Linked DNA regions of Zea mays: region 2 is linked to region 1. A link is a contact called in public Hi-C data. All regions are on one chromosome and are shown on one strand. Each heading gives the region's core, a stretch centred on a gene start, on an enhancer-like site or on the middle of the called end of the contact. The rest is flanking DNA. Distances are from core to core; before and after follow the strand shown. Region 1 holds the start of LOC109941581 (protein trichome berefringence-like 7). Region 2 holds the start of LOC100381821 (putative magnesium transporter NIPA4).

The links. A called contact is a pair of places that touch in the nucleus more often than the background predicts.
Region 2: a Hi-C map of leaf shows a contact between it and region 1, with 5 times the contacts expected there. The contact joins the promoter of LOC100381821 here to the promoter of LOC109941581 in region 1. A contact is called at or near these places in 4 of 25 Hi-C or Micro-C datasets (ear, leaf and tassel).

The regions. Positions count from the first base shown.
Region 1 is chr8:104,573,861-104,579,042 of Zm-B73-REFERENCE-NAM-5.0, reverse strand. It overlaps LOC109941581 (protein trichome berefringence-like 7), which reads left to right and starts at 3,803. Exons shown (of 3, transcript XM_020542693.2): 1 at 3,803-5,118. The coding sequence starts at 4,253. LOC100382837 reads left to right here. Exons shown (of 10, transcript NM_001175534.1): 9 at 1,274-1,520; 10 at 1,694-2,196. The coding sequence ends at 1,942.
Region 2 is chr8:104,785,288-104,790,762 of Zm-B73-REFERENCE-NAM-5.0, reverse strand. LOC100381821 (putative magnesium transporter NIPA4) reads right to left here and starts at 1,458. Exons shown (of 9, transcript NM_001174616.1): 1 at 1,064-1,458; 2 at 282-338; 3 at 105-195; 4 at 1-5. The coding sequence starts at 1,232.

The DNA.
Region 1 (5,182 bases), core at 2,554-5,053:
GACGGTGTATTCTTACTTGCCATTTTGTTCTGTACTCCCTGTTTCAAAACATAAGGACCTTTGAGTTTGGCCTAAGTTAAGTTATCCTAATTTGACCAAGTTTATAGGAAAGGAGAATATTTACGGTTCTGGATGAGAATCATTAGTGTTGGAATATAATACAAGTGAATTGCTCACCTCTTTCCATCAGATTAAGCTTTTGGGTTGAACTGATTGGTACATGCAACTTAATATGGTATATCAGAGCCAGAGGTCACGAGTTTGAATCCTGGTTAGCGCAATTAAAAAATAATTGTTACTCACTCCTATTCCATGTCTGAGACCCAAGAGAGACTCGACGTGAGGGGAGTGCTACAATATAATATAAGTGAATTGTCCATCTCTTCATATCAGCTTAAGCTTTTGGGTTGAACTGGTTGACGTATGCAACTTAATAATTAGGTCCATTATGAAATTTTATTTTCATATCTTACCCTTTTGATGTGGTAGATTTTAATACCTTTCTCTATAAACGTGGTCAAAACCTAGAATATTTTGACTCGGTACAAATTCAGAAGTCCTTTTATTTTGTAGATAGATAGAGTAGTTTGTTATGAAGATGCTAAGATCATTTCCAACAATGTGCCTTATAAAAGTGCCCTAAAAATTTAAAATAGATATATTTTATAGTGGGTACCAAGAAAAAATTAAGCTCCAACAGTAAAGCCCCAAATCAAATGATTAACCGAAATCTGTTAATTTATTCCGTTCGTTTGGAAAGGAAGTTTTGTGAAGGGTCCGTAGGTTAGATCTAGATAAGGTGCATTATATTTATGGCACTTTAGGAGATGACCTATATTTTTTTGATAATTTTTTGTAAAATAGGGTACTGATGGAGCAGTTTTTTTTGTTGCTTGAGCTCTATAATTTAATTTGGGGGCACTGAGATAAGTCACTATTGGAGATGCTCTAAGACCATCTCCAGCAGCTTACTCATATCCATATTCAAACTACACTATACAAACAGTGCAACATACAATGTAAAATGGTGTAAGACAGTGTTTTTGGTCACCATATGGTGAACTGATGTACATTGTATCCATATGGCCACCCAAAACATTGTTTTGCACTGTATATTGCACTGTTTGTAGAGTATAGTTTGAATATGGGTATGAGTATGAGTAAGCTGCCGGAGATAGTCTAAACCCCCAATATATAGACAAGAACAATAATTCACACTTTACTTTGCTATTGCTAGTTCTGATTTAATTGCCTTGTCCACTTCACTAACTAGGGTTGGAAGAACTGCAAGAATTGGTGAGAAGGGGGAGGCTCTCCTCTTTATGCAACCTATTGAACTCGACTACTTGAAAGATCTGGAGTTACACGGTGTATCACTGACAGAATATCCCTTGCAAAGGGTTTTGGATAGTTTTCCTGTAAATGGACAGAAACCTCACAAAAGGAAGCAAATATCCTTAGACATGCATCCCTGCATAATGTCTCTGCAGAGGTCACTCGAGGGTTTCGTTGCAGCTGAGGTAATGCACATTCTACCTTTTCCTTCCAGTGTGACTTAGATAACACGTTTCACCTTTCAGTGATCGAGAACTTGCACACGTGAAACGCTTGTGCTGATTATTTGTTATGAAATATCGTAGACTAGGCTTTAAGCAATGGATATCGATTAACATATTCTGACGTTCTCATCCAGGACGCAACGAAGAAGCTTGCCAGAGATGCCTTCTGTTCCTGGGTTCGTGCCTACACTGCTCACCGAGGTGAACTGAAGAAAATTTTCATGGTGAAGAAGCTCCACCTGGGCCATGTAGCGAGGAGCTTCGGGCTAAAGGAGCAGCCGTCGCTGGTTGGAAGGTCACATCAGGTGTCTCTTAAAAAGCGGAAGAAAGAGCAGAAGCGCGAGCGGCCTGCCAAAAGGAGGAAGCTCCCCTCCAAGAAGTGAATTTGCACACCCGGAATGCTGCATCGCTTGACTTCGGATCATGACGCCCGCCATTTTTGCGACCGACAACCGTGGTGGCCTATGCCTCGGTCTGTAGACTATTGACATGAGCTATTTTTGTTCGCGATATTACATGTAGAAATGTAGGAACTATAGCAACAAATGCACAATCACATTGTTCGCTGCAGCAGCTGTTTGTTGATGTGAGATCATCTGTTACTATTATTATTTTAGTATCCGCTTGGGTTTCTCTTAAATCTCACGCCTGCTTTTGTTCTACTGTACTGTATAAATATTGCAGTTTACAGTGCAAAATTAAAATTAAGTTTTATACGCTCCTTTATATGGTCTGCTGGAGATGCTATGATAAGATTATTTTCAGTGATGCTTTTATGGTGGTTTTATGCACATTTAATAATATGTCATATAAGATTTTAGATGATATGACACAACATTTATAAGGAACGTGTTTTATGGGGATGAAATTAGTTTCACGGAGATGAAACTATGTCAACTCTGTGATCAAGAATCTGAGTCAAAAGATCATTTATTTGTTGGCTGTGCTTTTGTATGAGAGTTTTGGTTTAGATTGCTTAGACAAGTTAACCTCAAAGGAATTGCTCCCTAGCCAAGTGAGGGGATGGCTATGGAATGGTGGAGAAGAGCAAGCGAGCAGGTAAAGGTATAGATCAAAAGGGGCTTAATTCCTTAATCATCCTTATGTTTTGGACCATCCTGAAACATATGAACAGCTGCATCTTCGATAAGATCACCCCTAGAGATGGCAATGGGTACCCGAAACCCGAAACCCGATGGGTTTTTACCCCATTAGGGTACGGGTTTGGGTCAATTTTCATACCCATGGGTTTGTTAATGGGCATAAATCTATACCCAGCGGGTTTATGGGTACGGGTTTGTTCCTATAGTACCCAAACCCGTGAACCCGTGGGTTTTTTAAACCCGACCAAACCTAGTGCATATTGTCATTTTATTTTATAAACGAACAACAAACTTGTAATTCCTTATTTACTTCATAATTTTTATCAATTGGTGAATGTATCAGTAGTCGGTGAGAGTGTTGCTTGCTTGCTATTATAGTTTTTACTAGCGTTATATATGTGGTGGATGGATAACTTAGTGCAAGGTCACTTAATTATACAACTTATTATTTGTATTTCATTTTCTCTACTAATAATTTTTATACCAAATCATGAACTCGTTGTTCATTACATACATTTTGGATCATGATATCATTTATCATTACGATACTTATTGATTATGAGAAGAACAAGTATATTAGAGATGAAACCCGCGGGTAACCCATGGGTACCCGCAAACCCGATGGGTACGGGTTTGGGCAAAATCTCAAACCCGTCATGGGTATGGGTTTTTTAATGGGCATAGATATTTTTTACGGGTACGGGTTTGGGACGGCAAAACCCAGCGGGTTTGTACCCGTTGCCATCTTAGTATTACAAAAATTCTCATGGAGAACCATCAGCCCGATTATTGTTCGCCCATTAATTTTGGGGAACTAATCAGGCAGCCAGGAGCCAGCTGTTCACATTGCTCTACCCATCAATATACAAATGCTGCAGTGTCACTGTCAGAGTAAATAATTAGACCCTCAATCACTTGCAAACTTTGACTCTCATTTTCATAAACTACCTATTCAGTATTCACGTTACTGTGTGGGCCTTTCGTCTCTAGGTTTATGTACGTACTGGTACTTGATTACTTACAATATCTTCAGCAGTACAGTCTGTACAGAGAAGCAAAGGGTGGAAAGTTAGCTGCAATGCTGTGATCAGGTAGGTGACCTGAGCTATTCTTCCCGTAGCGCAAAGTCTGCACGGATCAAACAAGGCAAATTCCAGAAGCCATTGCCTGTCGGCCCGCTCCAACGTGCTCCTCGCCATGTGGGCTCTTTACGACTTGAGATCCCACATGGGGCTCTTTACGACTTGAGATCCCACATGCCAGAGTGAGGCAGTGACCGCAACGCCTGCGCCAAAGTGAAACTGAACCAGACGATCCAGCTGCTCCACTACCACAACCGCCTCCCCCTCGCCGCGCCTCCAGCTCCAGCAGGAGCAGCTACGCCGTCACGCGAGCTCACGGGCCGGAGCCTCGGAGGTCGGAAGCAGAACGACCACGCGCCAAGCCTGTCTCTCGTTCGGGGATTCTAGTGCCGGCTACTCTCAGCGGGGCCACTTGGAGCAGGCGGCATTCGCTCCGTACTGCTGCTGATTTGGTGAGCGCGGGGAGCCGCGGGATGGGAGATCTGGTGGAGGCGGCGGCTGTGGCGTGATGGTGAGCCCGGGCGGCCCGTCGCGCGTAGCTCTGCGGGGCGGCGTTGGCGGGCCCGGGAGCCCGCGCGTCTCTTCTTCTTCTGCCGCGACCGCTTTTGCGGCGCTACGGCGCAGGTGGCGGTGGGCGCCCTCGGGCGCGCCGACGCTGGAGCGCGCGGCCCGCGCGTTCCTCCTGGCCTCCGCGGCGCTCGTGCTCGCCTGCGCGCTCTACCTCTACGTGCTCCGCTACGTCGGCCGGGGAGGTCGCGCCTTCGCCGCCGCGGGCTTCGTCGGGGGCTCCGTCCTGGGCCTCGGCGGCGAGGCGTGCGATGTGTTCGACGGCGCATGGGTACCCGACGACACCGGCCGCCACCCGCTATACAACAGCTCCGAGTGCCCGTTCGCGGAGCGCGGGTTCGACTGCCTCGCCAACGGGCGGAACGACACTGGGTACCTCAAGTGGCGGTGGAAGCCGCGGCGGTGTGAAGTGCCGCAGTTTGCGGCCCGCACCGCGCTGGAGCGGCTGCGCGGGAAGCGGGTGGTGTTCGTGGGGGACTCCATGAGCCGCACACAGTGGGAGTCCTTCATCTGCATGCTCATGGCCGGCGTGGATGACCCCAGGACGGTCTTCGAGGTGAACGGAAACGAGATCACCAAGACGATACGACACCTGGCGGTCCGGTTCGCGTCGCACGGCCTCACCGTCGAATTCTTCCGGTCCGTGTTCCTCGTGCAGGAGCATCCTGCCCCACGGCATGCCCCCAAGAGGGTCAAATCCACGTTGAGGCTGGACAGGATGGATAGTTTCAGCCGGAAATGGGTGAATTCGGACGTACTGATTTTCAATACTGGGCATTGGTGGACGCCGACCAAATTGTTTGATAGGTAAGGTGCCTTGCATTGATTTACTGTGCCTTTTAGCTCTAACTTGAAAATGTGTAGTTGTTTC
Region 2 (5,475 bases), core at 209-2,708, 210 kb before region 1:
CAGCACTGTATAAGGCATGCCAAAACTATAAGATTTGCAGAAACCTAAGTGGTAAAAGGCTGTTGATGTACCAGTTGTAGCTCACATATTAGTCTAATTCTGACCTGATAATTATGCTAAGTGCACCAAGTGGAGTGACTAAGATAGCAGGAGCAAATGCATAAGCTGCAAAGTTAGCGATTTCGCCAACAATCACTGAAATGGAGTATGGATATCATTAGTACGAGATAGTCAAACAAGGTTAATATGCTAGAACCATATTCATCGGGAAAGGGACACACTTGTTACCATTCCTGCCCACCACAGTGGCTCAAGCAAGTATGAGTAGCCACCAACGCCTGACGAAAATTAAGCATAATTAATGAGGAAATACACAATGTTGCAACCCATCTAGCAAGATAGAAGCAAAATAGGCTATGCAGAAGTTACATAATTCACTAGCTATGGACAGAGACTGATTACACATGGTTGACCAAGCACCAATCGTCTTCAACTCTTGAGTGGCACAGGTCAACAAAAACGGATATTCACATATCTTTTGCATTGGTATGTTTCAGTAAATGAATATGCCTTCCTGTCAGCATTCCCATTCGCGGCATTCCATTTGCAGTTGATATTTTTCGAATTTGTCAAAGCATAATGGAAGCAGTAGGAACTACAAGTAGCTAATCGGTAATCGCAACATAGAAGCATTAGCAATAATGCATCGCCCCACCACCAACATGTCAGCAATCAACTATTCTGCTAGTGATCTTCCGGGGGGTCAATGCCGAGTAAGCAACAACTGATTGAAGTACATTGCAAGTTTCAACGGAGCAGCTCCCCAACATCACACGACCGAACTATCACCACCGTGCTACCTCACTGCTTAAGCCCCAAGTCCTAATTGCACTCGGAGTCTCGGACCCACTGACACCACCACTGAGATCCAACCTGCAAGGCACTCAGATCTAAGCGGCAAGCACAGCACGCCAGCAGCGAACGAAAGCATAGCCGCATCCTGCTGAACGAAAGCATAGTTCCCAAGCAGAGCCAGTGCCAGAGCTGACCGAAGGGCCCTCACCTGCTCGGACGCCGGACGCGCCGGCCTTCTTGAGCCCCTTCTTCTTCACGATGAAGCTGGCACCGATGAAGAGGCTGGAGGAGAGCGCGAGCAGCAGGCCCTTGATGTTGTCCGTCGACATCCCCGTGTACGACTCCACCCATCTCCCCACCAGCTGCGCTCCCCCCATCACGCCGCCGTCCAGCACTCAGGGTCAGGGCCCCTCGCTAACTCCTCACCCTCCACCGTCGGGCGCGGCGGTGGCCACCGCGCATGCGAGATCCGGAGGCGAAGAGAGAGAGAGAGAGGGAGAAGGAGGGACTAGGGAGTGGCTCGGTTGCGCGGTCCCTCGCTCTCCTCTGCTGGTGGTTCGGCAGCTTTTCGTCGCCTTCGTGGGCTGCGGTTGCTGCGCCGTGGTGAGCTGTGACGAAGAAGCTAGGCTAGCTACCGTATGTGGTCGTGTGGAACGGGAGAGCGGCGCGGCTGTTGTGCGGGAAAAGGGTCGACGGGCGACGACGACGGCGTCGTCCGGTCCCCAGGATGAGGGCGGAGCGAGGGGCCCGCCGGACGGGTGCCCGGGTCCGCGTGGCGTGGGTGTTTGTGTTTCCTAGCCTTTGGTCTTTGGACACGCCGCACGGCGCTTGGGCTCGTGCCCTGTGGTCGCGTGCGCCGCGCCGTGGCCGCCTAGGCGCCTACCGTGGTTTGGCTACCTTGCCAACGGCCGAGCCGCTGTTTTGGTCCTTTGGAATGGATGGAAGTCGTGGAACTATGGAAGCGGGGACCTGGTGGTCTTTTGGAATGCATACAGTTACAGTGATACAGAGTTCTCTGTGACGTGTAAGGTTCCAAGAACTTACAGACAACAATTCTTTGTCCGTGTTGTACATTTTTTTGTTTTTTTATTATGGAAGTAAAAATGTTCCAGAGATCATTAGAAAAAACAAATCAAGTGCCCTCTATTATAGTATTAGACTTCCATTCATAGCTTGCAGTGGCGGAGGACGAAAACAAATTTAGGTATGGCTCTAGACAACTACCTTGTGTCGACTGGCGTGTCCAGCGGGGCGGAATCCGGTGGGGCCGTGGGGGCGTCAGCCGTCAGGTCGGACTCTGGTGGATGCAGGGACGCAGTCCGGTGGCTGGCAGGCGGAGCTCGGCGCGTCGCGCGGGATAGCGGGTTGGCAGGCGGAGCTCGACGCGTGCTACCGGCTGCCGGCGCGTGTTGCTGGCTGCCGCCGCGGCTGGAACCTGGAAGCGGAGCTCGGCGCGTGCTGCCGGCTGACGCCACGGCCCACAGCGTGTGCTGCCGGCTGCCGCCGCGACTGGAACTGGAAGCGGAAGGCCTCGGCGGGCGGAAGAGGAAGGCAGCGGCTGAGCGAGTGAGTGGTCTCAGGCCTCGGCGACTCGGCAGCTCGGCGGCTCGGGCTCGACGGACGAAAGCGGAAGGCACAGACGCACAACGGCTGGCCGGCTGAGCGGACGGCAGTGATAACGGTTTAGGGAATTAGGGTTTAGATACTGGGCCGGTGGATCTGCTTTGTATTTTTTTTTTGGTATGGCTTGGGCCATAATAAGCCATAATGGGCCCTCCGCCCCTGATAGCTTGCAAAGATGTCACCCCCTCTAATAATCAACACACCGCAAGGACTTTATAGTGATCTTTTCTTTTCGCAATAATCATCGGAACTTGAACTAATATGTTCCCTAAAAAGAACTTGCATAGTTGATGGTATTGGTTTACTAGAAAGTAGAAAAGACCAAATCATTGTGATAAAGCCAAATGGCCTAAAACATTGTCACTATCCTAATTAGGAGTCTTTTTTTCGTTCCCTTGTTAGTATACTCCCTCCGATATTGAAATACTAGTCATTTTGGACATGAATACGCGTACCAAGGAGTGTTTAAGTAGAAGTCATATTTCCGATTTTACCCATATTAAATACTTCTCATTGTCTCATCCATTGAATTCTATTTGGGGTTTCAACTGGTCAGCAGCGCTGCTTTATATCGTGCATTTCTGAGTTCGATTCTGTGGCCTCCCTTTTTTGCATGGACGATGCACCTTTTTATTTTTGCACTGCGTTGCGCGTCCAGAATATTTTCGCTAGAAATTGCACGGCGTGCCCAGAATATTTTCACTACAAATTGCACCGCGCGCCTAGGACGTCGTTTCGTCTGGCTTGCACCTGTTCTTGGTGTTCGTCAGTTATTAAAGCCACGTTGGGCTCCTGGTACCAACAAACAGAAGCAGCAAAACTCCAAAACAAAGCAATGGCACTGCATGTTGAAAATGCTACATTTGACTTGAATATGGAGCCACCTATTGAGAATGATTTTGGTACGTACATGGTCTGGTTACTTGCCATTTGATTTTTTACTTATTGTTCACTTTTTAAATTTTTTTTCAATAGACTTGAATATGGCACCTAGAGAAGACGGTGATGTATTGGACTTTACTCTGGAAGAGACTACCATACATACTCCCATTTCTAATATTTTTTCAATAGACTTGAACGTGGTGCCTACAATAGACGATGATGCAATGGACTTGAGTAAGTGATTACTCCTACTAGTACGCTACACTTTTTTTAGAAATAATCTTGTTGCCATTGATTTGTCCGTGGACTTATAGTTTTTTACTAACTGTTTTTAGGTAGACGAAGGAGGAGGGATATTACTGAAGAACAAAGTAAACAAATCTACCAAACCTTGTTGGCTAAAAGCACGAATGGGAAACTATGGAAGAATGTCACAAAAGAAGTTGCTGCACAATTTGGAGTTCATGTTCGCACTGTTCAGCGCCTGTGGCATGACGGTAAAACCTATCTGTCTCAGGGCATTTCTGTTAATGTTGGTCCTAAAAAGAGAGGTAGTGAAAGGGAAATGTGCCCTTGGGCCATTTCTATCAGATTTTGGTGATTAAGTGCCCAACACACATTAAGGGAATGAGTATATGCCAAAGGGTGGACAAAGTGCAAATCAATACAAAGGTATGATTCTAGACTTAGTACATTGGTTTTTGTGTACTAATATATTTGTCTAAGTGCTAGAATCAGAGAAAAGACAATTGAAAAGACTTGGCTCGAGCAGCCAAGACTCTGCTCAGTCTGGGTGCACCGGACTGTCCGGTGGTGCACCGGACAGTGTCCGGTGGTGCACCGGACAGTGTCCGGTGCGCCAGGCTGGCTCTGGTTAAAAGGCCGCTCTCGGGAATTCGTCGGTGGCGTACGGCTAAAATTCACCAGACTGTCCAGTGTGCACCGGACTGTCCGGTGAGCCAATAGTCGGCCGAGCCAACAGTCGACCGCGCAATCCGCGCGTGACGCATGGCCGGGCCAACGGTCTGAAGGGGGCACCGGACTGTCCGGTGTGCACCGGACAGTGTCTGGTGTGCACCGGACAGTGTCCGGTGCGCCAACGGCTCCAAACCTTCAACGGTCGGCTGCGCCAGAACAGGAAAGAAATTTGCACCGGACAGTCGACAGAAGGCAAGAATTGCCTTCCTGGAATGCTCTCAACGACTCCTAGCTGCCTTGGGGCTATAAAAGGGACCCCTAGGCGCATGGAGGAACACAGAAAGCACACTCTGAGCATTCTTGATCATTCACACATCGTTCTTGCGCACTCGTTTAACATTCTTAGTGATTTGAGCTCCGTTCTAGTGAGAACTTTGAGATACTCTTTGAGCTCAAGTCTTGGCCGTGTGTGCGTGCGTATTGCTGTGAACTTGTGTGTGTTGCTCATCCCATCCTTACTTCCTTGTTCATTTGTGATCATCTTTTGTAAGGGCGAGAGACTCCAAGTTGTGGAGATTCCTCGCGAACGGGATACAGTGAAAGGAAAAGAAATAACGTGGTATTCAAGTGGATCTTTGGATCACTTGAGAGGGGTTGATTGCAACCCTCGTCCGTTGGGACGCCACAACGTGGAGTAGACAAGTGTTGAACTTGGCCGAACCACGGGATGAATCACTGTGCCTTTCTGTGTTGATATCTTTGTGGTTATTGTGTTTTGCAAGAACTCCTTTCTAGCCACTTGGCTCTATTGCTCTAACACTTAATCAAGTTTGTGGCATTAAGTTTTAAGTTTTTACAGGATCACCTATTCACCCCCCCTCTAGGTGCTCTCAATTGGTATCGGAGCCGTTCTCTTCAAGAAAGGGACTAATCGCCCGAAGAGATGGATCCTAAGGGAAAGGGGATGGTGGTCAACGACAATGAGAAGGAGTCCATCTTCAACGAGCCAAGGGACGACAAAGTCAATGACTCCGACTCGAGTCAAAAGAAGAAAGATGGAAAGAAGAAGAGGCGCATCAGAAAGGTTGTCTACTACGACAGCGACGAATCTTCCTCTTCTCAAAAGGACGACGAACACGAGGAGAAAAAGAAAACGGTTAATTCGAACTTTTCTTTTGATTATTCTCGTATTCCGCA